2 separate regions of the Mus musculus genome follow, and region 2 is linked to region 1. The links are chromatin contacts, called in public Hi-C maps. All regions are on one chromosome and are shown on one strand. Each heading gives the region's core, a stretch centred on a gene start, on an enhancer-like site or on the middle of the called end of the contact. The rest is flanking DNA. Distances are from core to core; before and after follow the strand shown. Region 1 overlaps Colec11 (collectin sub-family member 11). Region 2 has its middle 90 kb from the start of Gm31650.

Region 1 (6,988 bases), core at 2,404-4,903:
GGCTCTGTCTGCCTAGCCCAGACTGTCTCACAGAGGCCCTCTTGTGAGTGTGCCCAGTCTTCTCATACTTGAGGTGCCATGATTGGGGCCTAGTGGTCAGGCTGGGACAGAAGGAATGAGGTGCTTAGACAGGAAAGGTAGGGTTGTCTGACTGTCACTGGTCAATGGCCCTCATACTCAACGGTTACAGCAGGACCTCAAGAGGCCGTTGCTTGCTTTCCTATAGGCCTAGAAGATGATGAGTCTGCACAAGACCTTCAGCCCTGGTTCTTAGAAGTGTACCCTCCAGTACTTCCTGGGCCAATGGGGAGTAGGCTTGGGGTTACCCGGTGGGTACCACTACAGAGGCAGACTTGGGTAAAGTTCCCTGTACAAGAGCTGAGGCACATTTGGAGCCCTGATGTAGAGTCAGGTGACATTGGTCTGGTAGAATCTAGTCATTTGGTACCTGTCTATGATCTATGCAGGCCACTCTGGCTTCCTTATCTAGTGACCTGGGGTTGTGGGGACATATAGGACATCATTTACAGGTGGGAAAACAGGATTAAGGATGATTACAACTTATCTAATTCTGTGTGAAAGTGAAGCTGGATGTGGCAGCTCACATCTTTAGTCCCAGCACTTAGGAGGCAGAGGCAGGTAAATCCCCATGAGTTCAAGGCCAGCCTGGTCTACACAGTGAGTTCCAAGCCAGCCACAACTCTTGTGAATGGAGCCCTGGGACTTGGATCTGTTTGCATCTAGTTTGTGCTTAGAATCATGGACAATGGTATTCATTGGTTCACTGTGTGACCTGTGGAAGTCACCTCCATTTTGTAACTTGCTTCTGTGTTGAAGCAAAAGACAACTGGGTCAGTCATCTTGTTGTAGAAGTTAGGTTGTTCTTCCTGCCCCGTGCTCCCAGAAATAAGACTCAGACTCAAAATACATTTACAACTACCATGACCATATAGCTAGGCTCTTCTATGACTAGACCATAACTTAAAATAATCCACTTATTCTAATCTACCCACTGGCTCGTGGCTTGTTCCCTGTGCTCAGGTACCATGTGTCTGTCTCATCACATCTTCCGGGTAAATCTACTGCCTGACACTATCCCAGAATCCCTCCTGCCTTCCACCTTCTATTTCTTGCCTATACACTAAAGATTTATAATTGGCAGGTGTCACATCCTTACAGAAACAAGATATTTTCTCTACACTGGTACTGCTGTGGAGAGCCACCGACTAGGACTTGAACTATGGCGATTTGTTTCATTGAGACTGGAAATCCAAGACCTAGATAGGGCAGGGCTGTTTTCTCCATGGCTTGCAGACAGCTGCCCTTTCTTTCCCCCGAGTCTCCATGCAGCCTGTCTTCTGTGCACACCCAGTGTTTCCTCTTCGAATGCCACCAGCACTGTTGGATCAGGGTCTGACCTCCGTGAATACCCATGGGCCTCTTTAAAGATTCTATTCTCAGGTCCCGCAGAGCAGGACTTCAGCCCAGACTTTTTAGAATGACTGCTTAGCTCATCCAAAAGTGGAAGTGAGGGGCTGGGATGTGGCTCAGTCAGCAAAGCGCGTGCAATGCAAGTGCGAGGATCTGAGTTAAGGCCCAGAACCCATGTGAAAAAGTCAGACACAGTGGCGCCAATGTGTAAGTCCAGTGTTGAGGATGCATAGCCAGCCTAGCCAAATGTGTATGTATATGTGTATGTGTATATGTAAATATATATATATGTGTGTGTAAGTATATATATATATAATATATATATAATATATATATATACACATGCATACACACGAATATATATACACAGCATTGGACTTAGTCACCCATGTGAATGTACTATCCTGGCACAGCATATGAGAAGTGTCTGCATTTGTTTCTTAAGGCTGGAGAAGGGAACAGACCTACCCTGGGGGTGCCATACACCTCACTGTAGCCCCTCACTTGTTCCTTCTGCCTTCAAGGATTGGGTGGTGAGTGGTGGTGGACTCTCAGGCAGACTGAAAGAAGCCATGTCTAAGCCCGTCCTAGCTGGCTTTGGTACCCATCAGTCACTTGGGAGTGTGTTAACCTGCAGGTGCACGTGCACAGGGCCCTTGGGGCTGTCTATAGAGGCTGCCACACATCCAGACACATGAGTGACTCTGCATGTGATGATGAATGATTGTTGCTGGGGACATGTGTGTCCCACCTGCTATGTGCCAGGTGCAGTTCTGGGTGGTGTGCCTGTTTCTCTAGCATCCAACTAGGGGCATGCTGCCAACCCTGTTTCATAGGTGTAGACCCAGCACAGGGGCCACTGAGCCAAGCTCTGTGGTGGCACAGAGCCACTGAGCAAGGCTGTCAGGCATTGGGGTGGTCACTGGGAGAGAGGACAAATGGCTTATTTGTGGGTGTTTTCTTTCAAAATCCTTTACCACAGGATTTTAGCTTCTTACTTTACAAAAGAGTTCATTTATGTATTTAAGTATTTTTCTTGAACACACACACTCTCTCTCTCTCTCTCTCTCTCTCTCTCTCTCTCTCTCTCTCTCTCTCTCTCTCTCTCCCCCCCTCTCTCTCTCTCTCCATTCCATATGTGTGCCTGTTTCCAGAAGAAAATATCAGATTCCTTGGAACTGAAGTTATAGATGGTGTGAGCTGCCATGTGGATTCTGAGAACTGAACCCAGGTCTTCTGTAAAAGCAACCAGTGTTCTTAACCACTAAGTCATCGCTCCAACCTCTTGTATGTATTTTGGGGTAGGGTCTCATTCTATCTCATTCTATAGCTCTGGCTCACTTGAACCTTAACTATGAAGACCCAGGCTGGTCTTGAACTCGCAGGGTTTTATCTGCCTCTGCTCCTCAAGTGCTGGGATTAAAGATGTGAGCCACCGTATCCAGCTTACATTTTTATTTTTCTGAGGCTGGGTTTCATGTAGTCCAGGCTGGTCCTGAAATTATATATAGTCAAGGATGATCTTGGACTGCTGGGTTTCTTACACATATCTCCCGAATGCTAGGAGTACAAGCATGTGCTACTGTGCCAGTTTACACCATACTGGGGGATTGAATTTGGAGCATTGAGCACGTTAGCCAGTGCTCTCTCAACTAATCTATACCCCAGCCCCAGACTCCAGGTTTACAGAGGTGGAAACAAAGGCTCAGAGAGATTAAACAACTTGTCCGGGGTTACTCAGCTCCGTAAGGTCAGAGAGGATGTGCAGACTCAGGGCTGTCTCACTCCTCTTCTCCCCAGACCTCTGCACATCTTAAACCAATGGCATCAATGCTATGTGCATTGTCCAGCACTCAGGGGCCCAAGGGGCCCCCTAAAGGCTGCAAGCTGCTGCCTACCCAGGCCAGCTGGCAGTGTTTGCTTTCTAGGGCTCCAGACTCTGCCTCCCTGTGTCCTTCACATCCTCTGTGCTGAGTTGCTGCTGGCTCCACCGTGCCCCATTCTCCACACTTGCCCTTAGTTCCTGTGTTCCCTGATGGTAGGGGCTTGGCACGTGCACTTCTCCAAGGACAGGAGCTGAGTGTGGTGCCAGCTGGTACCAGGAGCCAAGTGTCAGCAACAGCTTTGAATCTCTGCTCCTGTTGGGCTGCGAGGGATGGGCTGAAGCCAAGTGTTCTCAAATCAGCCTCAGGTTGCGGCTGTTTTATGACAGCCAGACTCATGCTGGACTCTGCTGCACCCACTCAGTCCTAGGACAATAGAGTGCTAATTGATTGTTATGTTAAGGTGGGGGTTTTGCAGGAAAGAAAACAAAATCACCCTGGGGCATTTGAGATGCAGGTGTTTTTCCTCCAGGGATTTTTGAGCCCCTTAATCCTATCTGCCTGTTGCCTCAGGGATCCAACTTTCTTATCCCTTGTGTGGCTGGAAGGCTGAGAAGACAGAGGGGTGGTATAACTTTTCCTCTACCACAGCCTTGAACCAGTTAGATGCTTCAAAGGGAAGCAATCCCACAGTGGACCAGAGACCTCTGGATCCCTTCCCATCCTTTCCTACACAGCACACAACAGGTTCTGCCTGCACACTCAGGAGCCTCAATCCCGCCAGCCTCCTGGTAGTAGGCAATAGGTCTCCCAGGGTTTTGAGCATTTAGTGGGAGATGGTCTTTCTTTGGTTTTCACTTTCTAGGATCCATCTACCCAGGCTCTGTCTGTCTAGACATGTGGCAAGCCTGAGTTTTGGGATGACAAACCTGTCTGTTCTTTATACACAAGAGCAATGAAGTGGGGTTGGGGCGGGGGAAGAGTCCCCAGGTGGCAGATGGGTAAGCTGAACCTTGACTCCTGCATGTGGGGAGCTGCTCTGTCCCCACCTCCATGGTGGGGCTTCAGTGGGTCATTCTGGCATGTCCAATCTGTAGTGCCCATGCTCCATGCAGCCAAAGACAGCTTCATTAAAACGTTAGCTATTTTTTTGTGATTTCCTTAAAAACCCAATTGCATGGTCTAGCATGAACTACACTGATGTCAGAGGAGTCTTGGGATTTCAAAAGATTAGGCACAATTGCTAAAGTCTCCCCTTCTTTTCCTGTTCTTTAACTCATTGATCAAGGCGCTGACTGATGTCCTGATGGGTCTGCTGCTCCCTGCCCTGGTCTCAGCCTTTCTTTCTTCTGAATGCCCTCCCTGTGCCCCCTGTAGGGCTTCACGGAGTTGCTACTAAGCCTGCCTCCCATCTTTTCTGGTGCCCTCTGATCCCTCTAGATTCCTTCTTTACCGGCGTCAAGCCGTATTCTGCCCCCATGTTACACCCACAGCCTTTCTTCCACAGAGAGGGCACAGGATACCCTCTCTGGCTTTCCTGGTTTTAGGATGACCCACTCTGCACCTGAGTACTCAGGCTGGAAGCCTTGACCTCGCCTCATATCCCAACACTGAGGTGCTGTCAACTCCCAGACACTTGCCAGTTAGGAAGATTCTTTTCTGTCTCCTAGATGCTGTCTAGCTAGCCACGGCTGGCCTCTGTGCTTGCCTTGTCCTTTTCTCAATCACGGCCAGGTTTCCCAAGCAAGAATCTCACTCTCTCCCCTCTTCCTGACTCTCTAGTGGGCCCCACTGCTTCATGGATGCATTATAGCCTCTCAAATCCCCTCCACAGCCTCCAGATGGGTCAGGGCCCCTGGCCTGGGCCACTTCAGGGCCTCTTTCCTATGTATCAGTTGTACCTCTTCCCTAGGTTGCAATTGCTGGATTGTCCCCTGTGCCCTCAACTCATACTCTGTACCCTGCTGGATCAGTGGCTTGTTCTGCTCTTCCGCCCACAGAGACTTTACCCATCACCTCCTGGCACCAGGAGAGTAGAATGGTTTTCAAATCAGCAGATCATGGCTCTTGATATGGTTCTGCTGGACTTTCAGAGTCCAACCAGGTTGAGTCACTTAATCTTGGAACTGCCTCTGTGCAATGAATCCGTTTTAGAAGCGGTAAAGGAGAATCTGTGTGCATGGATGTGCTCTGCAGGCAAGGACTTTGTTCTCATGCTCTTCCCATGGATGGTGTGTTTTCCAGTCAGCTGTGGCTTAATGGAGCCAGTGCTCTGTCCTTTGGACTCCCTCTGATCTACACTGAGGGAACACTCTACCCACTCTGTATGAGCAGGCCCTCTGGGAAGTGCTGGGTTATCAGGTGCTTCATCAGCACACAGCACAGTTCTCCCTCCTGTCTGTCTTGAGAGAGCTTCCATTTGTCTTTGTGACCCTAGGGGCAACAGAAGATTAAAAGATCACGGCATCTTGACTACCCATGAACCTTTCCATGGTGAAGTTGGTGCCTGTCTCTTCCTCAGCGCTTCGCTGTGTGCTTGCTTTCTACTTGTGCTTTGGTGTCTCACCAGTGAGAGTCCCAGAAAGTTATGAGGGCACCACAGAGGAAGCAAGGGTACTCAGGGAAGGACACAGCACTGAGAAATGTCTTCTGCCTTGGTTTGTGGTGGATCTGGGAGAGAATAGCTGGTCTTAGATGTGTAGCTTTATTCCAGTGATTAGTGTTCTCTGGGACCAGGTAAGGCCAGCTACTGCTCCATCTTGCAATGGATGAGGGGTAGCAGAAGGGATGGAGGCCTTGTGTGACTGGAGCGAATTCTTGCTGACAGGAAGCAGTCTTAAGGCATGTAGAGAACATTCTGGTAGCATCTCCCCGGTGGTATCTGTCTCCTGCAGAGCCACCTTCAAACGCAACCAGAGGTGCCTAGGGCTTTGTTGTTCCCAAGAGCATCCAGCCCAGGATGCTTTTAGTTTGGGTGTGAGAACAAGCTTGGGAGACACAATTGAACTAGGATACAGGACAGGGACCTGCCCTTCCTGATCCTGGCTCAGAGGAGAGTTAGCTTTAGCTGAGTGACTCAGGAGTGCTGGTTGCCTCCTTTCTGCCACCTGAGTGACTTATGTTCTCCTTTGGAAACAAAACCAGCAGGCTATCTGTGAGAAGTCATCCTGTGACTGTAATATGTGTGCCCTTGAAGAACCTGTATTTTTGTGACGTCTCTTCTTGTGTGCATGTGTGCATATGTGTGATGGTGAGGAGGAAGCACATAAGATCATCCTCACATAGATGATGTGGAGGAGTAGGCATGCCAGATCACATGTGCACACTATCTGATAGAGATGAGGAGGTGTGTCAGATTGCCTGTGCATTTGTGATGGGGAAGGGGAGGGGTATTTAATCGTGTGTGTGTGTGTGTGTGTGTGTGTGTGTGTGTGTGTGAAAGAGAGAGAGAGAGAGAGAGAGAGAGAGAGAGAGAGAGAGAGAGAGAGAGAGAGAGAGAGAGATGGTGATGAAGGGGCATGTAAGATCAATAGTGCATCAATCAACTTTGACCTTATTCTTTTCTACAGGAGACATGGGGGACAAAGGACAGAAAGGCACTGTGGGCCGCCATGGAAAAATTGGTCCCATTGGCGCAAAAGGTATTTGTGACACACGTCTCTCCCTATATTCCCCACTAGGCTCAGGATGTCTGAGAACAGCCACTGACTGTGCCACTTTGCCTGGGGCTCTTG
Region 2 (7,187 bases), core at 3,155-5,654, 750 kb before region 1:
AAGAAGGGCACCAAGTAGCACGGCAAACAGCCAGACTAGGACCAAGCAACTCGCCATATTGAAGCCTGGTCTAAGACCCAAGTACTGCCCTCCCACAATTCTCTGCTGAACATGGTTGTGTTTGCCAGCATTTATTACTCTTCTTTTAGCCCATGACTATATCTACCAGCCATGATTACACCTACAAGATATCTCTAGGTCAGATCTTTCCAGAAAGCAGGCTGCTGAGTACAACTTCACTATGTGGCTCTACCCACCTGGTGATTGCCACACTGAAAACAGAAACCTGCAGGCAGATGATCACAGGACTCGCTAGTTTACCGAGGAAGCCTCCTTCTTGGGTTGCTCCAATCTGCCAGCATCTGAAACTGAATGGATGGATCCCTCTACATCCCCTTACAAGAGCTTGTCAGCAAGCAGTGACTTGCTTTTTGTTTTTCTAGGCTACAAATAGATGAAGGATGGAATGATTTAAAAAAAAAAAAAAACTTTCAAAATGTCCTCATATTTAAGTCATAGATGAACATTTTGTGAGTGTATTCAACAGTGAGTTCTGGGGTGCAGACAGCTCAGTGTTCCCCCACGATAACTCTTCATTGCTCCATCCAAGGCCATGCTAATGGCTCCTTTTCTTCTTGGTGTTTATTCAGCTTCATGAACCTTCTTTGTCTCCTGCTTTATCTGTGGCAGGTCTTGTGCAGGCAACCACATTTGCTACGAGCTCATGAGTCTAACAGCCCTGCTTCATCCAGAAGACACTGTTTCATCCTGCTCCTCCCTGCATTCTGTCTCCTACAGCCCTTCTTTTTCCTCTTCCAAGACAGCCTCTGCTCTTCGGGCGGGGTGTGATGTGGGTACCCCTTTAGAGGCTTAGCGCTCCTCCGACACTCATTCTCTGCACTCTGATTAGTTGTGAGTTTCTGTGTGAACTTTGTCACACACTGCACAAAGAAATTTCTCAGATAAGGCCTGAGAAATTAGAAATTAGAGTCAATCAGAAAGCAGTTGGTTATTGCCCCCCTCAATGTTCATGTTCCTACTGCATCTACAGGTATTTCTTGATAGAATACTTCATTATTGTAATTTGCAAGTTAGACTGTTGCTGATTTGTCTCCCTGTATAGTACCTTCTGGTACTGTGAAACTTAGCCAGCAGGCAGGGAGCTTCACACACACACACACACACACACACACACACACACACACACACACACACACACACACATATATATATATATATATATGCATGTGCACATAAGAAGTTCGCAAGGTAATATGACTTTTGAGAACCATGCTGCCTAAAGTGCCTTAGCCACAGCCTCAAATCCACTGAATGATGTTCAAGCACCATCAGGAAGCCCAGGGCTTCTTCCAGAGTCCTGCCCCTGTGATAGCAGCTGGATAGCCCCATTTTGTGAGCACTTGACTCACCAAACCTTCTTCCCTGGCTCAGGCTTGAAAGAAGTTACGTTGGGGGCCACTAATACAAAGGAAAATGGGATGTTGCTCATCATCCACAGTGTCACAGCTGAGAGGTTGTTTCCTGCTCCCCTCATCAGCTGAAACACTCATTACCTAATGATGCTGTGATGTGCACCCACTGCTTACAGAAGCAAGTGCATCTGGATGCTCTGGTAGCCTGGGCTCACTGTCTACAGACTTCCATCACTGGAGTAGGCAGTCTCCATGTGAAGCCTTTGGCATGTTTGCAATGCTCTCTATTCAGGGATGCCCACTCTTCCCTATTAGCTACTTTCAAAGAGCCTCAGAGTGACGCACCCACGTTCTGTGCTGCCTTTAGTCCTGAGAAGACGTGAGGCTAGAAGAAGATGGGGAAACCGTCATCATCCAGCCTCGTCACGTTCCACCCTTTCTGTCTCCCACCGTCGGGTTTCGAGGTAGAGAGCATAGCTCTGGCAACTGCTGAGTGCATCCTTTAACTCGCAGGGCCTTAGCCTGCAGTGAGAGAGTGTGAAGTTAGAGGCCACACGTGCACTTCCGACAGCCCAGGCTCCAAAACATTACTACTATACTGTCACTGCACGTGGGGACCTTGGTGCAGACACTCTCACCAGGCTTTACCTCTGCTGAGTATCCTTCTGCTCTATGTGCCAGGATAGGCCCAGTGGAACAAAACCTAGGGCTTCAGGCTAGGGCAAGCTCAACAGTGTCGGGATGGGGCTTACCCCCACCCAGGTCTTCTGCAGTTCAAGTCCTGCAACCATCAAGGTCTTGAAGTTTACTTGACTTGCAGTGACTGTCGTCAGATAGAGTTGCTTGTGTTCTTAAACAGAATGAAGCTTTTTCAGTACAAAACAGTGGCAATGGCTGGAGCCATTGCTTAGGGAGTCCTGTGGACAGAAGTGTTGTATATCTGTGGCTTCTATCTCATGGACTCAAGGCCTGAGGCCTCTAGCCAAGAGCCCAGGCTCACAGGCACCCGCTCCAGGAATGGGCAAGGCACATGTGCGGGGTGGCCGAGATAATGAACTCACAGATATTGACAATGACTGACCTGCTTGTCTTCTCCAATCCACAATTAGAACAATTAAAGACAAGTCAAATGACAATAGGTGCCAAACTCCAAGCAAGGACATCACAACAGGCTGTGCCCACCATGAAACCTCCAGTCTTCCTCCACCTGACAGGCCATGGAACTGAGAGAGGTCTGATGAAGAAATCAGGAGGGTATGGTCTTTCTGTCATGCTATTCGAAGTGAATGGAAGACACTGACCACACGCAAGGACCTATGAAGGTGAGCATGAACGTGAGCATTTAGCAGCTGTGGAGTCTGCTGGGCCTATTCTGGGATACAAAGCAGAAATATACTCAGAGAAGGAATATGGCAAACCCTGGCCCATAATGAGGATGTGGGTGCCCTTGACTTCCCACAGTGGGACCCAGAAGTCCTTTATCACCAGTGTGGGGTATGCTCTATGCAGGAGTGTACATAAGACATTCCTTTGTATGAAATAGAACAATTGGTGTCCATAGCTTTCTTCCCATAATCTTATTAGTCCACTTAACACTAAAGTGTAGAAGCAAGCCCAGGGTGAGGCATCATTTATCAGAGTGCCTGGGCTATCAGCAGATGAAGAAAAGAGAGGAGGCCCCTGGGGATGAAGACAAGACAGAAAAGGGAGTGGGGCAGGAGGCGTTTCTTGACTATGAATTAGGACAGGAACTTTTACTTGGGCCAGTTCATTTTGAGGAAGTGAGACCAGCTCACACCTTATCATGTTTACCCCTAAGCTTCCCGGGGACTGCCCTTGCTGGGCACTCCTCCCAAGCCTTCTTTCCCTGGGTGTCTTGATGAACACATTTCTTCCTTTTCACTGCCATTAAGGACAGACCCTGGGAGGAAGGAGAGATAGGATGCCAGCTCTGCCCCGGGATGCTAATGACACCAGCTGCACCATTTCTTGGAATCTTCTTGCAGAGGAGTAATGCTCACTCCTGCCGTCTGGCTGCTTGCAGAAGGGGTCAGCCTGGCTCCTGTCCCAGCCTGCCCAAGCAGAGAAGATAAACTAGCTAACATGAGCAGGCCAGCCACAGGCCCTGCGGCTCCCCAGAGAAGGTCAGGATGGAATGAAAAGCCATTTCTATTCGGTCCCGTGTGGGGCAGCCAGGTAATGCTTCTTTCCATGGGCAAGCGGCCACATAGAGCCTGCATAATGGCAGCACACGATGAAACCCAAGAGCCTGCACACATGTATGAATATGAAGGTTGTGTGTGTGTGCATGTGTGTGTGTGTGTTTCTGAGAGAGAGAGAGAGAGAGAGAGAGAGAGAGAGAGAGAGAGAGAGAGAGAGAGAGAGAGAGAGAGACTGACAGCACCATATGGAAGGAGCCTGAGCACAAGGAGAGTATGAGGTCACTGCAGGAAAGTGTCCTTGGAGTCACATTATCCAGGACCCACTTTGCAACCTGCTCAAGCCTGGCACAGACACAAATAGCCACATGGCAGCCACAGCTGCTGAAGAAGGGAGCGGCTGGCTTACTAGTGGGAGCTGGCTGCCCACTCCTTATCTCAGAATTGCTTGGCTACCTCCTCTGGCCACTGATCCAACTTGGGAGGGACCTGGATGTCTTCGGAGCAGACTAACCACCTAATTCATTTTGCATATGTTCCTTTTGGCTGGTACTGCCACCAACTGGTCCCTAAATCAACCTGGTCTGATGTGGAGGTAGAGTGCACCAAGGTCGCCTGCACATGCTAGCAGTTTGCTGCTTGGGTGACCTGGCTAGCTCTTTATCTAGATAGACAGTGGACTTTGTCAAAGTCACACGTTGTCCCACCCCACCTGCATGGAGCAAGTATCTGGATCTTCAGGTATAATCGTTTGCTGTCAGTGACTTCAGCTTGTCAGGCAGTGGAGGAGACAGTAGGAGAAATCACAGTAATTGGTGCAGTGACTCCAGCATGCCTTAGCTCTCCAAGAGCTTGTTACCTACTTTTAATTAGGGTACTGGAAAGAAGGGCTGATTTTATTCATAAGAAGCCAACAGCCAGCCTTGCAGTAACTATGAAAGGACAGTTGATATCAGGTAGCAGGTAGAACCCCATGGCACTTGGGAAACCAAGGCAGGAGGATGATGAGTTTGAGGCCACAGTGACTCTGTCTCAAAACAATAGGTAGGAGGAAAAGGAGGAAAAAAAGGAAGCAGAGGAAGAGGGTAAAGAGGAGGAGGGGTGGGAGGAAGAGTGGGAAGAGGAGGAGGAGTGGGAGGAGGGTGGGAAGAGGAGGAGGAGTGGAAGGAGGGTGGGAAGAGGGTAGGAAGAAGAGGAGTGGTGGGAGGAAGAGTGGGAAGAGGAAGAGGGGTAGGAGGAGGTAGGAAGAGGGGTGGGAGGAGGGTAGGAAGAGGAAGAAGAAGAGACTAAGAAATGGGAGGCATGAAGAGATGTGAACCAATGGTTCTGGGGTCAACCAAGAAGTACATCGGCTGAAGGAACTGGTAGAAACAGGGCCTATGGCTCAGCAGACCATGTTCTAGACAAGGCAACCACCAGGATTTCAGCATACCATCAGGCTCTCTGCCAATGGTCATCCCTGCTGTTCTTTGACAGTCTTTTAGAGTATGCCTTACACTTTCTGCTATGGCAACAGTTACTGCACAGAGCAGGAAAACATCCACCCAGGCCAAGTTCCCTCCAGCATGTGATCAAAACTCCCAAGGAAAGATCAGCTCTGCTCACTGCTCTCTGACTCAGTGACCTGCTGGGGTACACGTGTGTGGGGGGGGGGGAGGCAGCTTCTGGTCACAGGGACAGAGGAAGCAAGGGAGGCTCCCAGCTCCCAGAATGCTAGGCAGTGGCCACTGGCAAGTTTTCTTCCTACGAAAGGAAACCCAGACACTAATGAAGAGGTCTGTACACGCACTTGACAGAATGAAAGGAATGGGATGTGCTGCAGCCTATCCTGGAATTTGGGGAGGGCCAAGGATGGATATGGAGGCATAGGTACAAGTGCTCTGGACTATGAGCTTTGGAGAACAAATGCCAACCAGCCCTTTAAATGAGGATATGGTTTGGCCCTTCTGCCACTGTATCTCACAGATTGGCTGTTTGCTACTAGGTCATTGGAACGGTAGGGGGAAATGTAGTCTGCATGTGATCCTGAATACTTAAACTCCAAGCCCTGATCTTCTCACTGAGCCCTGACTCATGTCAGAGCTGGGGGAGCTGAGATGGGATCAAGAATTTAGGGCTACACTCAGCTGTAGAATGAGACCCTAATCCAGAAAGGGAAACAGAGACACACACAGAGAGAATGCATGGCTCAAAATGATTTGATAAATTTCTTAATGTTGTACTAAGTAGCTTTTAAATTTTTTCACTATTTTGAATAACATTTTGAATATTTCAGAGCCCACACATGCAAGCCTGTCTTGGGCAAACATGACCCTGCCCAAGGGGTCATGAGATTCTGAGATGACCCAAGGTTACAGGGGTAGGTTTTTGGATGCTCTTCACCAGTTGTACTTCAGATGAGCTCAAACACTTAACACTAATGTCAAGGGTATATATGAGAATGCTGTGGTTTTTCCTCCTCAATGTGTTAGATATTATAACTTAAAAATCAGAATAAAACTAGTCCTGGTGCTATGGTTGAGTTGGTAGCGATCTTGAAAAGCATGCATGAAGCCCTGGGTTCAATTGCTAGTATCTCATACGCTTAAGAGTGTTATATGAACCCTTGGGAGGTGGAGGAGGAATGATCAGAAGTTCAAATTCTTCTTGGGTGCATAGTGGGTTGGAGGGCAGTCTTGGCTACATGAGACCTTAATTTAAAAGAAAAAAATTAATTACACAGGTGGCATCTTGAAATAAACTTGATCCAGCTTCATGGCTGATCATTTTTACCTTATGTCTGTCACAAGGTATGCTCAAAAGTGGTATCACCATGGCTTCACGCTAATCAGCTGGTCCTCATCGATTTGTCTTTACAGATTTGCTTCCAGATTTCATTTTACTATTACAGGTAGTGCTGCTCTGAACATTTGTGCACCGGTCTTTGAATACACAAGGGGGTGTTCTTATCTCTTGGGGAAATACCAAGGCAGAGAACAAACAGATTACATATATAGTGTTAGGAAACTGACAGCTTACTTCCCAAAGTGGCTGTGGAACTTTACATTCTCACTGCAGTGGATGCTAATAGCCCCACTGGCAGCAGAGATGGGTGTGTGGCCTTTTTTAGGTGTACAGATGGGTCACTGGGGAGCCTGGGTGCACCCCAGAAGCTCTGGCACTACCCACAACCACACACTCCATCTCTGTTTGATAATAACCCTGTGCCTTACTGACCCAGGGTATGCCTTCAGATCTGTTCACAGCTCTGAGAGTGAACAGTCTGAGAGCACACAGCACACTGAGCACTCTAACGAAGTCAAGCAAACATCTAGTACTGTCCCCTTAGTCGTAGAACCTGACAGTACTGTGGACAGAGCCCTAAAGTCTGCTGCACCTGTGTTTCCTAGAGTGTTCTGTTCATTCATTTTAGATAATATTTTAAATATCATGCTCTATCTCAGCAGCATTATTGAATGCTGTTTCAATAAAATTGGCAAGGAAAAGCTATGGCAACATTTATATTTAAACTTTATTAAAATGTACAGAATTTATATTTAACCTTCATTAACATGGAAGCTGGAAGATGGTATGTGCACAAAGATGAAAGGCTGTG

The links. Hi-C and Micro-C count contacts between places; a contact is called where the count stands out from the background.
Region 2: a contact with region 1 is called in a Hi-C map of cerebellum, with 2.4 times the contacts expected there. The contact joins two enhancer-like sites. A contact is called at or near these places in 3 of 484 Hi-C or Micro-C datasets (the N1E-115 cell line, cerebellum and cortical neurons) and 1 of 9 other capture datasets (embryonic stem cells).

Annotation. Positions count from the first base shown.
Region 1 is chr12:28,598,951-28,605,938 of GRCm38.p6, reverse strand. Colec11 (collectin sub-family member 11) reads left to right here. Exons shown (of 7, transcript NM_027866.2): 4 at 6,824-6,895. Among named protein-coding and RNA genes, the nearest start is that of Allc, 20 kb to the right of the region's middle. Within about 2 kb of position 3,653, at least 25 of the 459 cell types and tissues checked have an H3K27ac peak or open chromatin away from gene starts, as enhancers often do. A contact at or near this core is called in cerebellum, where this site is marked.
Region 2 is chr12:29,345,673-29,352,859 of GRCm38.p6, reverse strand. No RefSeq gene overlaps it. Among named protein-coding and RNA genes, the nearest start is that of Gm31650, 90 kb to the left of the region's middle. Within about 2 kb of position 4,404, at least 14 of the 459 cell types and tissues checked have an H3K27ac peak or open chromatin away from gene starts, as enhancers often do. A contact at or near this core is called in cerebellum, where this site is marked.